Linked DNA regions of Mus musculus: region 2 is linked to region 1. Evidence: chromatin contacts called from public HiChIP or PLAC-seq data. All regions are on one chromosome and are shown on one strand. Each heading gives the region's core, a stretch centred on a gene start, on an enhancer-like site or on the middle of the called end of the contact. The rest is flanking DNA. Distances are from core to core; before and after follow the strand shown. Region 1 holds the start of Dusp23 (dual specificity phosphatase 23). Region 2 holds the start of Ifi204 (interferon activated gene 204).

Region 1 (4,322 bases), core at 1,740-4,239:
TCCTTAAAAGGAGAGACACGAAAGGGGGAGGCTGCAGGAGGGAGATGTGAGGGTAACATAGGGACAAATATAATTACAATACTCTGTATGAAACTGGGTTTTTTTTGTAATTTAAGCCTTTCAGAAAAATAAAAGCATAAATTCAACAAATAAACAGTCTAGGATAATGTTCCTTATCTATTTTAATTGGAGGTTGTGTGTGAGTACACACATGTAAAAATTCACTGGGGTGTGTATTTGTTTCGTGTTTTAGTGTGTGAATTAAATTACAGTAAAAAAATGAAGTTTTAAAAGAAGTTACACATAATATTCAACACAGTCCCCATGCAACTGAAGAATCCACAGACACCCTGGAGACTCCCAGTGTCTTGAAGTACGTCTTGCCAATGCATTCTCTTTATTTTTTCAGTCCATTTACTTAACACTTTTGAACACTATGTCCAGACGCTGGTAAAAATAAAAGATTCAACAAATCAGTCTTAGTTCCAACAAAAACAGGAAACTCTGGCTCAACAAAGCAACTTCCACAGTGGGAAGATCAGAGTACACAGAGCCTAAACCCTCCTGAGGCCCAGATAGCCCTAAACAGACAAGAAAGATCCTGTAGATAATGTGTAAGAGACTGCCGAGGTTGCAGGAAGCCTCGCCAGGAGCCCAGCAGTGGCTTTTCTTACAGAAACCCTCAGCTGAGACAGAAAATTAAAGGAGACACCTGCAATGGGACACAGCTCAGACATGGACCCTGAGCCCTTCTCTCTCTAGAAGATGAAGGATGAGCAGACAAGGGAGAGCAAGTCTTCACTCGGAGCTAACTGGCCTTTCCACAGGCAAGCCTGCGTAGGAGGGAGGATGATGGACGACCTTTCAGCCTCAGAGACCCACAGGAGAGAGGACACACTGAGAGCAGCCTAGGGGCTCATTAGAGAAGAGAGTCTGCCTCCCACTGGAGAAGACAGGCTTGGAGCTGGATAGGAAGGAGATAAGAGACGTGCACGGAAGGGCGAGGAGAGACGTGGAAAGTTCTTCCCTGACACGTGGAAGGTAGACAGAGAAAGCAGAGAACCCAAGAAGTGATCTGCCCACACGGACAGTTCCTGGAAATGTTACTTCCAGACACAGCTGTCTGCCGTCAAGGTTCGTTCCCACTGAGCCAGAGCAGGCAATCCACCTCGGAAAGGAGAAATCCTTCCATTTTGCTGATGCCGTGGACAGCCCTCCCGCTGCCCGGTTGCTGAAACAATGGACTCCACGATCCTGGAATTTCCCCCGAGAGCCTCACGCAGGAGAAGGGAAAGACTGGGAGCCTGGTGTTTGAGAGATGGGGAACTTGTCTCCTTGTATGAGAGACGAAAGCAGAGGCTAGGGTGAAGGGGGGCATGGAGAACCACACCTTGACCAGGAACACTCAGTTATACATAACTCTTACCTTCTACCTAAGCCTAATCCTCATACCAGGACCCTAAAGATAGACTTGGGTGGTAGGGACTGGACCTCCTTGTTTCTCTCACTAATGTAGCACACTGAATAAACCACCTCCCGCTTTCACTAGCAGGTTTATTTAATTGGCCCATTGAAGAGACAAGTAGCCCATCTTGGCTTGTTATGGCTCCCAAGGCCCAGATTTTCACCCTAATGACCAGCAACCAAGGGAGGGTAGGATGTCTTCATACCCAGGTCTTGTGGGCTTAGGTCAGTATGTCCCTAGGCCCCCGGTTAAGAAAATACCCAGGGTTTTAAACACAAAATGTTTGGAAGAATGTGAAGATGGCTGTGTAACACTGTCATTTCCTGGATGACTGTAGGAAAGTGTGCCATTAAAAGATTCTGGAGAGGGGGACAGAACAATGGCTCAGCAGTTAAGAGCACTGGCTGCTCTTCCAGAGGTTCCATCCCCAGCACCTACACGGCAGCTCACAGCTGTCTGTAACTCCAGCTCCGGGAGTCCTGACACCTTCACACAGATACACATGCAAGCAAAACACCAATGTACATAAAATAAAAATAATAATAATTTTTAAAACAAGATTTCGGAGCTGGAGAGATGGCTCAGCAGTTAAGAGTACTGACTGCTCTTCCGGAGGTCCTGAGTTCAAATTTGAGCAACTACAAGTTGGCTCACAACCAGCTGTAATGGGATCCGATGCCCTCTTCTGGTGTGTCTAAAGACAGCTACAGGGCACTCATATACATAAGATAAACATTTTTTTAAAAGAGAGAGAGATTCTGGAGAATGGTATCTTCCTTAGCTTCCTCGGTGCCTCAGTTTTCTCATCTCTAAAATGGGGTTACTGTGATCACCTACCTTATGGCGATTAATTAACATATATAAAAAGTATTTGCACAAGTACCTAACACAAAGCAAAAGCTTAAATGTTGTTAACCCTTATGTTGTTGATAGTGGTTACTATATTACCCTGAGTACCATTTCCAGTGCCACATATTTCCCCACCCCCCATCCTTTAACTACTGTCGGCAGTAGAAAAATAAAACTTTCTATTGTCTGGGACATAGTAGTTCCCTCTTACTTCAAGAACTCAAGAAGACAGCAACCATGACTGCTTGGTCATTGAAGAGATTACCTACTCACACCCGCGCCCAGGCAGAAGTAGATTTTTCTATCACTATTTAAACCCCTTGTATAAAAACTATGAAGAGACCAGGCCGTTAGGCGGCTGGCCCACGATGCAGTAGCTCCAACGCACCACCAGGGAGCAGCAGAGCCCAGCCCTGGGCTGTTTTCTCTACAGGAGCAATTAATTGGTTCCAGGCTTCCTTAGTGCCTTCACTCCCCGCTGCAATAATCACGCTTGTTGTTGATTACCCAGCCTATCAACGAGTGCCCTGCTCGCGTCCGTTGGGCTGTAGGGTTTCTCTGCCTGCCTTGGAGCCGTCTTAGCCCCGCCCCCGCTGTTCAGCCAACCCTGGGTGGGGAGGAGCGTCACGGGGGAGGGTCCAAGAGACTACGTGGCCCGCTAGGGCAAGTGCTGAGCGGGGACGGAATCCAGCCCCAGAGGGGGGGTGACCCAATCTCCCGGCAGAGTAGGAAAGGCCAGCCTCGCCCTGAGTAAACTCCCCCCACGATGGGCGTGCAACCCCCCAACTTCTCCTGGGTGCTTCCGGGACGGCTGGCCGGACTGGCGTTGCCCCGGCTGCCCGCGCACTACCAGTTCCTGCTGGACCAGGGTGTGCGGCACCTGGTGTCCCTGACGGAGCGCGGACCCCCTCACAGTGACAGCTGTCCCGGCCTCACGCTGCACCGAATGCGCATCCCTGACTTTTGCCCGCCGTCCCCGGAACAGATCGACCAATTTGTGAAGATCGTGGACGAGGCCAATGCCCGGGGAGAGGTCAGCACGCTCGTGAGCCAGAGCGAGAGGGCGGGGCCTGGAAGGAAATGAGTGGGCGGGGCCGGAGCTGGAGTCCGAAAAGAGTGGGAGAGCCTGGGGTTGGGGGCGGGGGTGACAGGGCTAAGTGGGGTGGGAGCTAGATGGACCCACTCCCTGACTAAAGTCAACTATGCTGCTAGGAGAGGTGGTGCCAAGTAGGCTGGAGAGAGAGTACTGTCAAGTGAAATCCTTCCAGGAGTCCAGGGAGCGCCTATGTCAGACGGAATCAGTTCAAAGCCCTTTTACTAGAGGTCCAAATGTCATAGAGACACACTTGTAATTTTAAATTTTACTAGCAGCTACGTTTTAAAAAAAAAACAAAAACAAAAAACGAAAAAGATGAAAAAGAAGCAGGTGAAGTTAATTTTGTACTAATCCAATAAGTCAAAAATATTATTTCAACATAGAATCAATATGAAACAAATTATTAATGAGGCATGTCCAGTCTTTTTCATGCCGCATCTTCAGGGCCTGGTAAGTATTTTGCACCTCAGCTCAGTTTGGACTGACACATTTCAGGAAAAATAGCACCACAAGTGGCTGGATGTACTATACAAGACAGCACAGGATAGAGGCCAGGCGATGTAGGCTGAGAGCCCAAGTTGGAACCAGCCATTCCAGAGGCCTCCTAGTCACCTGTCCTCCCACAGCTTTGATGTCACTTCTTGGAGAGCCTGTGATGTGTGGGGTGAGGACAGGGGAGTATTGGGGAGGGCATTGGACTCTACTCCATCAGTCTCCACTTCACAGGCTGTTGGAGTGCACTGTGCCCTAGGCTTTGGCCGCACTGGCACCATGCTAGCCTGCTACTTGGTGAAGGAGCGGGCTTTGGCCGCAGGAGATGCCATTGCTGAGATCCGGCGCCTGCGACCAGGATCCATTGAGACGTATGAACAGGAGAAGGCCGTCTTCCAGTTCTACCAGCGAACAAAATGA
Region 2 (4,338 bases), core at 1,731-4,230, 1.1 Mb before region 1:
TATCTGCTGTATTAAATAACAACATACTCTACCATCCAAGACTGTACTATAAATTTAGGGTGGATAATGGAAAATGGTGTTCTACATAAATGGAACCAAGATGCAATCAGGTTATAAAAGCTATTTTAATACTTAATAAAACAGACTTTGTGTCAAAACTAAACAAAAGTGAAAAAGAAGAACATTGTATAAGCATTAAAGGAAATCATACCAAGAAAATTTTGTCTTAACATTTATGCACCAGATATAATGGTATTAAATTTTACAAAAGAAACATTACTATAGCTAAAATTATATATTGAGCCTAGCATAGTGGGTGACTTCAATATACAACTCTCACCAATAAACAAGTCATCCAGACAAAAATGAAGAGAAAATTTTGGAGTAAAGTAAGATCATCAATCAAATAGACCTAACAGGTATCTACAGAAAATGTTATCTAAACATTAAATATACTTCTTTCTTAGAAATCCATGGAACTTCCTTCAAAATTTACCACATCTTAGGGCATAAAGCAAGTATTACCAGATGTTGAAAACTTGAAATAAAACCCTGCATTTAATGAGGCCCCCAGCGATTAAAACTGCAAGTCAACAATAGAAACAACAGCAAGTATACAAATCCATGTTTGGGGGTAAGTCTTGGACAGTATGTATTCAGATGCTGATTTCTATGCCTAGACATCTGTCTACAGTCCAGATGATGGCAAGGTCTGACACTATTACTGAGGCTGTGGAGCTCTCACAAGTAGGGACCGATTATGACTGCCCTCCGAAGGACCCAACCAGCAGCTGAAAAAGTCAACTGCAGGTATTTCCACCCACCCAATGGACAGAAGATGTGGACCCATGGGGTTGTATCAGGGAAAAGATGAAAGAAGCTGGGGAGGTGGGCAACCCTGTAGGTGGACCAGCAGTCTCATTTAATCTCGACCTACGAGATCTCTCAGACACTGGAACGCCAACCAAGTAGCATACACCAGCTGATATGAGGCTCCCAACACATATCCAGTAGAACACTGATGGATCTGGATTCAGTCTGAGAAGATGCAGCTAACCATCAAGAAACTGAAGGCCACAGGGAATGGGGAGGTCTAGAGAGGTGAGGGATAGGGTTGGGGACATACTTGTGGAGACAGGGTGGCAGGAAGTAGGTATGGGGTGGGGAACAATCAGAGGGTGAACCAGGGGCGGGGGGGGGGATAAAATATGGAGTGTAAAAAGAGAAGATTAAATAAAATATTAAAAAGAGAGAAAATAGAGTGGTAGAAGTGGGATAGTCATAACAGTGGTCAGTGTGATGAAAAGGCAGCTGAAGAAATCAAGACAGTATCTTCAGCTGACATAGAGCTGTCAGAGATAAAGACAAGCAAGGCTATGAAGAGCTGAAGACTGAGGTACTATTGACTGACAACCAGGAGCATTGCAGACAGCTGCAAATCCTTAAGGGCCAAGAACTATAACACCTCAGCTGTGACACCAGCCACTCTCGAGGTCCCAGGGTCACAAAGGCACTGTCTGTTTGAAACTGTCTTTCATCTGCTGCTTTCAGAAGTTCATTATGAAAACTTCCAAGTACCTTGTTGGCAGTTGGTGGTTAAATCCCAGAACCACAAGCTGTTGGGAACTAAAAAGGGGGCCCAGGGGAAGAGGGGGAAGAGAAAACCCACACCCCCAGAGTTTTACCTATTCTCTGGTCTGTCAGGTGTGGGAGAGCTGCCATACACTTTCCACTCAGCCCTGGGTGGGCATTCAAACCTCTGACCCACTCTTCAGGGGGTGGCCAAGGGGCAGCCCTACCTGGGATCCCTTGAGCTACTTTGCTAAAGCCACTATGGTTATAGGAGGGAAGGATGGCAGAAGAGAGGTTCCCAAAACTTGCGAGAGTGAGGGTAGCAGATTTTGATGAGCAGAGACTCTTTATGGTTTTAGAGCTTTATTATAGAAATGTAGGGGTATAACAGAGAAGCTAGAAAAAGAGAGAGAGAGGAGGGAGAGAGAGAATAGGGAAGGAGAGAGAGAGAGAGAGAGAGAGAGAGAGAGAGAGAGAGAGAGAAGGCTAGAGAGAAAGAGAGTAAGAGAGAGAGAGGAGAGGAGAAGACAAAGAGAAAGGAAAGAGGAGAGAAGAGTGAGAGAAGTGAGAGTTAAGAGAACAAAGGAGTAAGAGAAGAGACAAGTAAGATAGCAAACAGGGGCTGAACAGCCCTTTTTATGGTCTTTACTGTTGCTAGGTAACTGGGGAGGAGTTTAGCCTGAAGGTCAGAAGCTTGGGCCATTGCCTACATGACTTCTACCCATGCTTCTCTTGTGGGGTCTGTGGGGGGAGGTAACTTAGGTAGGAGCCAGAGTTCCAGCAGCATAAGGGAATGCCTACTGTGTCATGTAGCTGAATTATCACCCTTTGGAGTTCAGACCTCAGCTCAACTGGAGACCAGCCTGTCTGTGCAAAACCTCAAAACCACAATTCTCTGGCTTCCGAAGGGCTTGATACTTATAAACCCTGAGCGTATTAGACTCTTCCCTGGGCCTTGAGTACTTTACTACAATAAAAAAAACTCCACCTTAGCTGTCCAGGACTCCTATCTAAGTAGAGCAGAACCTTGGTCAGCTAGTTTTAACACCTTGATCTGGTTGTACCATGTATGTGAATTTTGTGTCTAGTGGCCAGTGTACATCCGTTTGCTACAAAAGTTGTAAGGTTAGGGCTTTCTTATTTAGTGAGATTCATCAGAAAAGAATGTGAGCCTGACTAAGCTGTGATTTTTTTTTTCATAGTGACCACAGTGTTTACAGGAAGTTAAGATGTTTCCAAAGCCAGGGAAATTGAAAGCTATGAACGAAACTGGGAGGAGGCCTGGCTGATTCAGCACTTCTCACCCAAGGGAGACAGCACAGGGAGAGACAGCCAGTGCTGTTCAAGAAATGAAACAACTCTGAGAGTGTTGTAATCACTACCATCTTCCTTTACACCCAACTGTTCAGTTTCTTATTTACTGACTTAGCTGCCTACCTACTCAAGCCAAGCAGGCCACTTCTTGACCCGGTGAAGGTCTCAGGATCTGTACATCACTGCAGAAATATCCAGGAAGGTGAGTTCTGTTTGTTTCTTAAACATGTGATCAGATCTATCTGTGAAATATAAAAGACCATAGAAAAAAATCAGTGTTGAATGGTGGAGGACCAAGGCTGGTGCCAGCTGCACTCACAGCCTTGAACCTGCTGTAGCTGGTTTCCGATGCTTCACTAGGAAGACAGCCGATGACAGAATAAAGATGCCTCCTCTATTCCTATGACTTTTCATGAGTTAGTGTTTATCACTGTTCTTCATTTATCTTCACTAGAGAAGACATGGGAGTAAGGTGTTTGTGGTGAAGGACTGTGTAAAAGACAAGACAGAAACAAAAAATATTGATAACTAAAATCATGTTAAATGAAAACCACACTTTCCAGTTTTGTGAATATACAAAACTGAGATTCATATAAAACTTGAGAACTCTCATTAGCCTGTAGAGAAAAATGTCCCACTTTTGTTAACACAGTTATTTAAATAGACTGTGGACATTTTTATGTTTAGCTCTCCTCTTAGCTCCCTTCTATATCAGATGTTAGAGACAATATTTGCCATACTCTCTTCTTCATGCCATGATGGAGGTGAATACTAATGAGGAAAGTTAAACTTGTTCACTGTCACTAATTTCTTCTGTAATTTTTCTAATTTTTTTATCCTGTTTTGCCTAAATTTTAGTAGTTGAGATATGCATAAATTTTAAACCATAGTCATAGACAATATCATACCTGTTTAAATACATATTATTGCTTGTTAATGGTTCTGTTTAAAGAATAATTTCATTATCCAAGCCTGGTTTCCAATAACTTGGCACATAGCTGAGGCCAGCCTCAAACTTACAGTCCTCTTGCCTCTGCCTCAGCTTCTGTCTTTCCCTCAGACTCTGGGGCCTTGAATCATAGACACCCACTGCCATGACCCTCTTTAATGTCTACAATTAATTTTGTATTTTACTACATAGTACTATTTAATGTCCTGGGAGTAATGTTGTAAAACTAAAATTTGTTATTATTTGGTAATTATATAATTAAAATTGTTTCACTTTTCTTGGGTTGAAATCTTTCATTGTTAAGTAGTGAACCTCCAGGCTTTATGATGTTTCTTGGATGGTCCTTACCTATATTAGCAGAGAATTTTGGTGCCTTTAAATTGCTCTTTCAGCATCAAATTTTTCTAATATGTTTAAATCCATCAAATAGTATTTTGTCAGCAATTCGAAGGTATTGTATTTTTCTAAACCACTTTAAAAATTGTATCATTTTTTGCTTTTTT

The links. HiChIP or PLAC-seq counts read pairs in DNA pulled down with a chosen protein or histone mark.
Region 2: a contact with region 1 is called in a FOXA1 HiChIP or PLAC-seq map of pancreatic cancer cells. The contact joins the promoter of Ifi204 here to the promoter of Dusp23 in region 1. A contact is called at or near these places in 1 of 39 promoter capture datasets (pre-B cells) and 1 of 115 datasets of contacts at active chromatin or transcription factors (pancreatic cancer cells).

Annotation. Positions count from the first base shown.
Region 1 is chr1:172,631,641-172,635,962 of GRCm38.p6, reverse strand. Dusp23 (dual specificity phosphatase 23) reads left to right here and starts at 2,989. Exons shown (of 2, transcript NM_026725.2): 1 at 2,989-3,347; 2 at 4,137-4,322. The coding sequence starts at 3,081. The coding sequence ends at 4,322. It overlaps Gm35601 (a long non-coding RNA gene), which reads right to left and starts at 2,983. Exons shown (of 5, transcript XR_001779542.2): 1 at 2,822-2,983.
Region 2 is chr1:173,765,561-173,769,898 of GRCm38.p6, reverse strand. Ifi204 (interferon activated gene 204) reads left to right here and starts at 2,980. Exons shown (of 9, transcript NM_008329.2): 1 at 2,980-3,088.